2 separate regions of the Sus scrofa genome follow, and region 1 is linked to region 2. Evidence: chromatin contacts called from public Hi-C data. All regions are on one chromosome and are shown on one strand. The core of a region is the stretch at or near the end of the contact, and the rest is flanking DNA. Distances in the headings are between cores, read along the strand shown. Region 1 holds the start of OAZ2 (ornithine decarboxylase antizyme 2). Region 2 holds the start of PIF1 (ATP-dependent DNA helicase PIF1).

The links. A called contact is a pair of places that touch in the nucleus more often than the background predicts.
Region 1: a Hi-C map of liver shows a contact between it and region 2, with 2.8 times the contacts expected there. The contact joins the promoter of OAZ2 here to the promoter of PIF1 in region 2. A contact is called at or near these places in 2 of 5 promoter capture datasets (fetal liver and liver), 7 of 47 Hi-C or Micro-C datasets (blood, embryonic fibroblasts, heart right ventricle and 3 more) and 2 of 2 datasets of contacts at active chromatin or transcription factors (alveolar macrophages and skeletal muscle).

Annotation. Positions count from the first base shown.
Region 1 is chr1:107,323,838-107,329,015 of Sscrofa11.1, forward strand. OAZ2 (ornithine decarboxylase antizyme 2) reads left to right here and starts at 1,388. Exons shown (of 5, transcript NM_001301326.1): 1 at 1,388-1,582. The coding sequence starts at 1,563.
Region 2 is chr1:107,215,257-107,220,024 of Sscrofa11.1, forward strand. PIF1 (ATP-dependent DNA helicase PIF1) reads left to right here and starts at 3,324. Exons shown (of 11, transcript XM_021093760.1): 1 at 3,324-3,423; 2 at 4,164-4,740. The coding sequence starts at 4,177. LOC110260912 (a long non-coding RNA gene) reads right to left here. Exons shown (of 3, transcript XR_002344495.1): 3 at 3,820-3,955.

The DNA of each region.
Region 1 (5,178 bases), core at 138-2,637, 110 kb after region 2:
CATAGATGATCTAAAATGAGCCAGAGCATGGGACTAGTCTTGCTTTTATGTCTAGTGATAATCTGGGCAGTTCTGGTATCATTTACCACTTCAATTTTTGACTTAGTTTGGCAGCTCCAACCCATCTTCCATCCCTGATTTATCATCATCCAAAAACCAAAAGCACATTGTTTGTCAAGTAGAGGTCCTGAGACGGCTCTATGTGGCACTTTTGTGACATGGGGCTGTTTTCAGCTGGAGTCAGAGTGACCTTTGATCTGGAATGATTGTGACCACCCTTTCTTTGAAGCCATCCTTAATTCCCTAGTTGCTTTCTCTGTGGCCTCCCTCAGATTGAGCACTTACCTCATAGTATGATGGCCTCTCTGTGTCCCTCCCTCGGATCAGATTGTGACATCCAAGGCAGGAACTTTGCCTAGTTGATCACTGAGTATTCCTGGACTCTACCACATGCCTGAAGCACATAGTAAGTAGCTGCTCAAAAATTACTTGTTGACTAAATGAATGAATGGCGTTTGAGGTGACAGTAACCCATTATGATCTGAGATAACGTGACCTCTCTTGTGAGTTGACTGTGAACAGAGTCAAAAGCTGATTTTGTTGAAGTGCCTGTGATTGCAGCCTGCAGTGACTGTGATCTGAGGGGTCTGCATACCAGTGATTGTGACCTGTTGGCACTGATCTGTGATAAGGACCAGCAGGGATAGTGACTGTCGATTAGTAATCTTGCATGACTGTGATATGAAGTGCTTGTAAACATGGCAGTGTTGGTGCCTTCCACCACTACTGTCAGGTGACTATGATCCTGATCCACAGCCACTTGGCATTAGATGACCACCAGCCCGTGTAAGGCCTTAACCCTTGGCCTGAGATATGTTTTTAAGGTGAAGATATTGCTGATCTTAGCTGACAGTTTAAGTTATTGATCTGCACTGTGAGCGGAGGTAATGGAGATCTCAGGGCTTGGCCTTAGCCTAGAATGACACTAATATATGTGTATTAATCTTAGATTAACGATTTTGTTTTGTTTAATAGCTTCCCAGGGCCTATAAGTGTCACAGCCCTGCTAAACCCCACGCAAACAAGGGTGAAGCCAATGCCCAATAAATTCTACTTGAAATGAAACATCCTACGGCTCGCCCAGCCATCTCCACCACGACACCGCCTGGGGCACGATCCCTTCTACACGCTGCTTCCCCTAAGGCCCTGGCGCTGCCCTGACTCCGCTACCGGCTTGACGCGCCTGCGCAGAGGCGGGGCGGTGCTTTGCCCTTTGTTGTGGGCCCCAGTTTCCCAGGACACCGCGCGGCGCTGGGGTGGGGCTATGTAGATGAGGCACTTGGGGGCGGGGCGGTTGCTGCAGCGTCGGCGGCGGCCGGGGAGGGTCAGTTGGAGGCAGGCGCTCGCTGAGGCAAGGAGGAGGGCTCTGGGCCCGCGGCCTGACAGGGACTTAGCCCGCACAGATCGGCCCCGCGCGCGCGCGCGTGACCCCACACCCACCCACTCATCCACCTACCCACTCCCTGCGCCGCCTCCTCCCACCCTGAGCAGAGCCGCCGAGGATGATAAACACCCAGGACAGGTAACGGCCCGGCCCAGGCTCCCCGCCCCCATCCTCCCCTCGTCTGCTCCAGAGGGCCTCCTCTCCCCACCACCCAGCGGGTCCCCGGCCCTCCTCCAGAGGGCACCATCAAGCCCCCACTGAGTCCCTTCCCTACTTCAGCCACCCCAGTCTGAGCCCCAGCCTCGCAGCTGGGCCTCCTTCCGTCCTTTAGCCCCCCTCCCTCCAGCCCGGCCCATCCCCCTCATCCGGGCTTCCTCCTCCCGTAAAAGCCCCCACAAACCGGGACCCAGTCTTCCAATCCAGTCCCTATTTCCTTTCTGCCCCACCGAACCGTGCTTTTTCTCTCATTCCTAATTCCCCAGATTGTTTCCCATCTCCCCAAATCTTCCTTCCCCTTTTAAGTCACTTCACCCTTCCCTCTGAATCCCCTTCCCTAATTCAAACTGCACCTTCCAACCAGACGCCTCTTTTATCACCCCCCCAAAGCTCCGTCCTTCAGTTCTCAACTGGACCCAGCCCCCCCACCTGTCACCCCCCTCCCCGGCCCCCACCTCCCCAGGCCTCGCAGTCTTTACAGTGATGCCTAGTCCTCCCCTTGGCCCCTCACTGCAGCTTCCTCTTTTCCCTCCAGCCCTCCCTCCACACCCTTTTCCCATTTGGGCCCATGCCCCCTGTCTCCCAATCTCATTCTTTTTATTTCTCAAACACTTTGGGTTTGACTCATGTTCTCCATCCTGTTCCCTAATGATGTCTTCCACCCAACACTCTTCTAAACACTCCTACCTTTTAACTACTTTTTCTCACTTTTTCTTATACTCTTCTCATCTTAACCGATCCGCATCGCTAGAATATTAGGTTACAGAATTCAGCCCACCCTGCGTTTTTCCCTATACCTCTTTCCCAGTACCTCCAGTGCTTTCAAATCAGTCCCCATACTTTGCTCACTGGACCTTTCATGTTTCCTCAAAACCCTACCCAGCCCTCCCTTATTAATTGGAGAGAAAGACTGCACATCTTTCTGAAACAGCTTGCTTCACATATGCTTACTTCACATGTACTTCTCCCCTGCCCAAACTAGGCAGAATTCATTATTCAGTTTCCCTCTCTCTACCTTTCCTCTTTTCCTCCAAAGTAGCCCTTGTCCTGCATTTATGCCTCAAGCATGTCCCATGTTTCTGTCCCTAAATCTTCAGTGAGAAATTGTTTCCTAATGTTCCAATTCTCTACAATTTTTAACCCCAGCTGCTGCTTATACATCAGAATGACTTTTATTTACAATTTGGGTTCTAATTCTCTTCCTCATTTTTCCCCAAAACTTGTTGCTGCCTGCTCCAAAATGAGTCTGAAGCTCATTAGTTTCCCCCTCCAGACCCTTTGTCTCCAGATTTGGCCTTATGGCTTCTGCTCCTCACTTGGGCCTCATTGTTTTGCAAGCAGATCCATTCCCTGCAAATCTTCCTTAAATTGTGCCATGGCCTATCCAAATCTGGGCTTTAGTTCCTCTTACAAACATAGCTCTTCTTACTGCTTTTCTTCACATAGAGATCTAACTACCACTCAAGTTTCCTTTCAAACTCAGGTGCCCTTCTTACAGAAATGGTCTCTAACTTGCCATTTCCCATTCCTTTAACAGCAGCCTCTTTAAATTTTCCAGCTGGGTTTTCAGCTTTTCTTGTATCTCAGTGTTTCTCAACCCTGGTTGCACAGGTGAAAAATCAGTCACCTGGGCCCCACCTTCAATAATCTGCTGTAATTAGCCTAGGGTGGGGGCCTGCCTATTAATATGTATTTTTTTTAATCTTTTTAAAAAATTTATTTTATTTTGTGTCTTTTGAGGGCCGAACCCGAGGCATAGGGAGGTTCCCAGGCTAGGGATCGAATCCGAACTGCAGTTGCCGGCATACGCCACAGCCACAGCAATGCCAGATCCGAGCCACATCAGCGACCAACACCACAGCTCACGGCAACGCTGGATCCTTAGCCCACTGAGTGAGGCCAGGAATCGAACCCACAACCTCCTCGTTCGGATTTGTTTCTGCTGTGCCACGACGGGAACTCTGTTGATATGTATTTTTAAAGCGTTCTCTAATGGGCAACCAGGGTTGAGAAACACTGCCTCCCCTCCCCTCCTCCCAGAAGACCCTTCTCATCATACTCCTTGAGTGGATATCAGCCCTTTCTCTGCAGAAAAGGGTCTTGTCTTTTTCAGGGATTTCTTAGTCTTTCTCTCCCAAGTGCTATCCAGAAATACCTAAGATACCTGCCATAGCCTCTTTAATTCTACTACCTCAAGTTACTCACTTCTCAGCCATGAGCCATTTTCTTAATTCTCAGACTCTTAGCTCCCACACCCCCATTTCTTCCCTAGGTGCAGAAAGAAAAGTCACTATTCATTTCCTGGTTTGTTGTAGTCCTGTTTGACCCATGACCCCCACCTGCCAAGCTGTCTTTACCATCCCATTGTGTTGCTCTGTTTTCCATGTACATCGCCCGTTGCAGCAGTCCCCTCTTATTTCATCTTCTCTAAACCAGCCCCTCTGGAACTGAGGAGGTGGAGGTGGATGTATACATGGACACTGGGTGCAAAAGGTGTTACTTGTGGTAAAGACGGCTGTGTGTGCTGAGGATAGAGCGCAGGTATGAGAAGGCACCATGAAGTGCAGGGGTGCAGGGAAGCAGAGAAACCTACAGGAAACCCCAGGGCTTTGTGAGATGGAGTTTTCTTTTCCAGTGTTTTTTTTGTCTCCTCAGTTGGGTTTGGAAAGTTGTGTGTTCTCAGCAGGCCTTCTCTGGAGTCCTCCAGACTGGACTGTCCTCACTGCCTTTGTAGGCTGAACCCTGAGAGAAGCGCACTTGGGACCAACACGAAAGGGTCTTCATGGCTGTGAGGTTGAGAGACCTGAGTCCTAGTTCTGACTTTGTCAGTGAGCTTACATGTGAAAAAGAGAGACGCGGGTTCACTTAACTTTGAAGATTCCTTCCAGATACCTAAGTGGCAAAACAGGCTTGCTTGTTTCCAGAGCCCTTGCTTAGTGTGTTGGTAATTTGAGGGGCTTGGCTGTATGAAAGGCAGGTGGAGGGAGGAGCCAGCTGGCCTGCCAGGGCCTGGGCAGGAGCAAAGGCCTTGGATCTGGCTCATCCACTTTGGCCTGGGGGTGGGGTGGTGTATCAGGGTGTCTGGTTTCAGAGTTATGGCAATCCTGTTTCCATAGCATGTTTCCAAGCCTCCACTGGCCTGCCCCTAACTTTCTAAAAAGAATCCTGGTAAAGCCCTAACTAAGGATTTTGATAAGAGCCGGATGTTCTTCCCAGTAGTCAGTGTTCTTGGTGTTTTGTATCCACAGATGGGGGAGCTGACTGGGAGTTTAGCTCCATTGGGTGGGGGATGGGCGTTCCAGCTTCCCTGGCTCTAGTGAAATACTTAAGAGGTGGAGGCTTGGTTTCCTGGAAGAAATAGTTGCAGAGGAGCCTGTAGTATGTTTTGAAAACAAGGCTTTTCCTTTCCAGTTTTGTTCTGATTAGTACCTCCAAAATGTCAAAATTCCTGATATTGGGGGAGGGAAAAAGACATAAGTACAACAACTTTTATTACGGGGGAGTTCCTGTCGTGGCGC
Region 2 (4,768 bases), core at 2,074-4,573:
AGATAAAGTCCTCTCAAATTTGAGAGGTCTGGTTGAGGAAAAGGGATTAGCAAAGGAGACCTACAAGAGGCAATCAGTATGTTAAGAAGAAACAAGGGAAGTGTGTTGGGGAAGTTAAGAGAGTATTTCAAAGAGGGAGGATCAGTGTCAGCTACCCAGGGAAGATGCCGTGCAAGGTGAAGCCATGCTCTAGAAGCTGGAAGACTGTAAAACACTCTTTCAGCTCCTCTATAAGACCACCCTCGTGTAAGCTTAGGGCTATAAAGCTGGAAGACAAAAGCAAGGCGAGAAAAGACCATAATGTGGGGGGGGGGGGGAGCAGGGGCTGGCTCTTTTAAGTATCAATTGAGAAAGCTCTGAAAATGCAATCAGTAAACCACTCAAGCCTTGTGTTGCTGTTTTGTGGGTTGTTTTTGTTTTTTTTTTTTTTTAATGAGCCGGGGACTGGACTGACACTGCCAGTATAGGAAGAGTTCTGGAGGAGGCAATTTCATAATGAAGAAAATCGGTTCTTCCTGACAGCCTGTGTTAAAGCTAGGCTTTGGATTTAACCGAGGAGATGGGGTAGCAATGCTGCACTTCACTGGGAATTGACCCAATGGCGGCAGCACCGAGCAGAACACCTGCTGATGCGAAGACTGCCCAAAGCCGAGAGGAAGTCCGCCCACAGAAGAGAGGAGTCCCTCTGGCTCCGCCTCCCTCCTCCACCGGCCAATCAGGACCCAGATGACGCCCGGTGGCTCTGGGGCAGGGAGGAGGGCGGAGCCTGAGGACCGTTAACCCAGCGCCGGGCAATATCAGATTGCATATCAGATTCCTTTCCCTATAAAAACTCGCTGTTAACCTGGTGGGCATATAACCACTCTGGAAAAAGCCCTTGCAGTATCATATAAAACTAAGTATAAAGTCCGTGACCCAGCAATTTCTCACTTGGTACTTAATTAAAAGTAATTAAAGCATAGAGTTCCTGGAGTTCTTGCTGTGGCTCACCTGGTTGAGAACCCAACTAGTATTCATGAGGATGCCAGTTTGATCCCTGGCCTCTCTCAGTGGGTTAGGGATCGGCGGTGAGCAGTGCTGTAGGTTGCAGACATGGTTCAGGTCTCGCGCTGCTGTGGCTGTGGTGTAGGCCGGCAGCTGCATCGCTGCTTCAATCCCTAGCCTGGGAACTTCCATATGCCGCAGGTGCGGCCATAAAAAGGAGGGGGGAAAAAGGGTAAGAAATTGGGAGTTCCTTGGTGGTCTAGTGATTAGGACTGCAGAATTTTCATCGCTTCATCCTGGGGTTCCATCCGTAATCTGAGAACTGATATCCCACATCAAGCCACTGCAGGTGGCCAAAAATAAATAAAAATAATAAAAATTAAAAAGTAAGGAGTTCTTACTGCGCCGCAGTGGGTTAAGGGACCCAGCGTTGCCACAGATGCAGCATAATTTGCATCTGTGGCTCGGATTCATCCCCTGTCCCTGGAACTTCTATATGCTGTGGGTTCAGTCATTAAAAAGATAAAAAATAAAAGGTAAGCATAAACATGTTGGAATATTTTCAGAATAAAATGTTGAGAGTACCAGAGGCTGAAAGGAGAGAGAACAGGGGGTCATTGTCTTTTTTTTTTTTTAATGGTGTGTATTTTTCTTTAATAATAAAAAATGAGGGTGAACTCCACCTTTTACTTCTATGCTTCCATTTCACTTGAGGGTTTTGTTTGTTTTTTTGTTTACAAGAGTCATTTGTCACCTTTAGATCTGACAACCTTAGGGAAGGGAGTTATTGTCTAATGGGTACAAAGTTTCTGTTTGAGAATAATGAAACTTTTCTGGAGATAGTGGTGATGGTTGTACAACATTTGAACGTTTTTTGTTTGTCTGTTTTTCTTTTTAGGGCCACACCGGCGGCATATGGAAGTTCACAGGCTAGGGGTCCAATTGGAGCTACAGCTGCCGGCCTCAGCCACATATACAGCAATGCGGAATCCGAGCCGCATCTGCGACCTACACCACAGCTCATGGCAATGCCCAATCCTTAACCCACAGATCGAGGCCAGGGATCCAACTCACATCCTCATGGATCCTAGTCGGGTTCATTAACCACTGAGCTACAAAGGGAACTCCCTGAATGTTCTTAAAGGTAATGAATTGTGCACTTAAAAATAGTCTAAACGGAGTTTCCACTGTGGCACAGTGGCTTAAGGATCCAGCATTGCTGCAGGTGTAGCATAGTTCACAGCTGCAGCTGGGTTTGGATCACCGGCCCAGGAACTTCCATATACAGTGGGTACAGACTCCCCCCGCAAACAAACAAACAAACAAACAAACTTCTTGGAGCCTTGGTTTCCTCACTTGAAAAATGGGGGCAATTCAATAAATGAGGGGGCTGACTCACCTGTAAGATCCCTTCCAGCTCTGTCATTCCAAGATTTAATGAGGAGAAAAAAAGATAATTAAAAATAAATTCCCAGAGTTCCCGTCGTGGCTCAGTGGTTAACGAATCTGACTAGGAACCATGAGATTGCGGGTTCGGTCCCTGGCCTTGCTCAGTGGGTTAAGGATCTGACGTTGCAGTGAGCCGTGGTGTAGGTCGCAGTTGCAGCTCGGATCCGTGTTGCTGTGGCTGTGGCATAGGCCGGCGGCTACAGCTCCGATTGGATCCCTAGCCTGGGAACCTCCACATGCTGTGGGAAGCAGCCCAAGAAATGGCAAAAAGACAAAAAAATAAAATAAAAATAAAAAATAAATAAATTCCCTGAGCAGCCAGAGCAATAAGAGGGATTACTGATTCCCTGAAAACAGAGGCTCATTCACTTCCCTTGTACTCTTGAGCATCCGGCCACAGGTCTGAGTTCTACACTGTTGGCCCTCAGCCGGATGGGAAGGACGAATACGTAAAACGACGCTTACAAGGGCAGAGGAAGTGTAGAAAGTTTCGGGGCAGACAGAGACAGCAGTAGCAACAGGCGGTGGAGGGATGTGGTTTGCCCAGAAATGAGCAAACGGTCCTATAAATGTAAACAGGAATGCGAGGGATCAAAGGCAGCTCTTCCCCAAGGCCAAGTTCAGCTGCTGTGTGAGGGCTTAAAGCGGAGGAAGGAGAGTGTGCTGGAGGCTTGAAAATAAGTCAGACACACAACACCACGCGCCGCCCGGATGCGCTCACTTCTTCCTCCCCCTACTCCTACCTGTCCGCGCGACTTGGTACGCTCCGCCAGCACAATAAGCCTCTCCCTCCGGCGTGCTATTGGTACAGCCCAGGCTCCAAGAGTAGACACCCAAAGACACGCCCGTTGCCACGCCCGCTGTCTATGATTGGCTGGAAAATTTAAAGATCCGGCCGATGATAGGGTGATTCTCTACTCCCAGGATTTGAAAGTTCCCAGTGTCCTACCTTTGCGTGCATGCCGGCTCTGTTCAGCTTGTCCGTCGCAAGTGAGTGTTCACTCGGATGCCAGAGGTGGGAGGCAGAGAACCTTCTTCTTCAAGGGGTCCCTGCCGGGAGGGTGCACACGAGTGGGTCAGACGGAGGGAGAATGGATTCCCGCACCCCAGGGTCCCTCTGCGATTTCCCTAACCAAAGATTCTCTACTCTATCCCTACCCTGAAGATGGGAAGCGCCAGGGCTTCAGAATCACACGAGCCCTGACTCCTACCACCCCTTGTGGCCTCTCTCAGCCTGTTTTCCACTTCTGTACACGGAGAAGAGTGAGACCTGCTTGGCCGCATGTAAACTAGTGAACGTACCTGGAAGACATAAGACGCTTATTAGGGAGTATGTTTCCTGTTCACCTCCTCAACGTGAAAGTCTCTGGCTTCTTAAGGACAGGACTCAGGATTCTCGTGTCCGCCTATGGGTCTCTTGGAAGCAGGCTTCTTTTCCGTTCCAGGGCTCCCTTCTGTGGCACTTGGCGGACAGCTGCGGTTCTCCAATGCTGGATGCAATTGACGCTGCCCATCCGCTGCCCTGGAAATTATTGTGTAGGGTAGTAATTTCTAAGAGAAAATCCGGTTTACTCTAGGGCCCTTTTACCATTTCCGTGACCTCTTTGTGTTACCAGTGACAGCCTCTGTGACCCTATGTGGCCTTCACCGGGCTCCCCGTCACGGCTTCTATACAACCTATGATATATTCCTTGAGTCCCCGTGACCCCTGAGCTCCGGTCTTTTTACAGACCCGCAGAGGCGATGGCAATGCTGTCGGGCACCCAGGCAGCGGCAGCAGAAAGCGAGGACGCGGAGCTACGGTGCCGCGTGGCTGTGGAAGAGCTGAGCCCGGGAGGGCAGCCGCGAAGGCGCCAGGCGCTACGCACCGCGGAGTTGAGCCTGGGTCGTAACGAGCGCCGGGAGTTGATGCTTAGGCTGAAGGCGCCGGGACCCGCGGGGCGGCCGCGCTGCTTCCCCTTGCGCGCTGCGCGCCTTTTCACGCGCTTCGCAGCGATGGGGCGCAGCACTCTAAGGCTCCCGGCCTATGGCGCTTCCCCGGCCGGCGCTGTGCAGCTGCTGCTCTCCGACTGCCCTCCAGACCGCCTGCGCCGCTTCCTGCGTACGCTGCGCCTCAAGCTGGCCGCGGCCCCGGGTCCCAGGCCAGCCTCCGCCCGCACTCAACTTCTTGGCCCAAGGCCCCGCGACTTCGTCACCATCAGCCCGGTGCAGCCCGAGGAGCTGCGGCGCGCGGCGGTCACCCGGGTCACGGACACCACGCCAGTGAAACTGCCCACGGAGCCCCGGGTGGGGGCCAAGTCCAACACCGTGAGGACAACGCCTTGGGGAGTGGGTG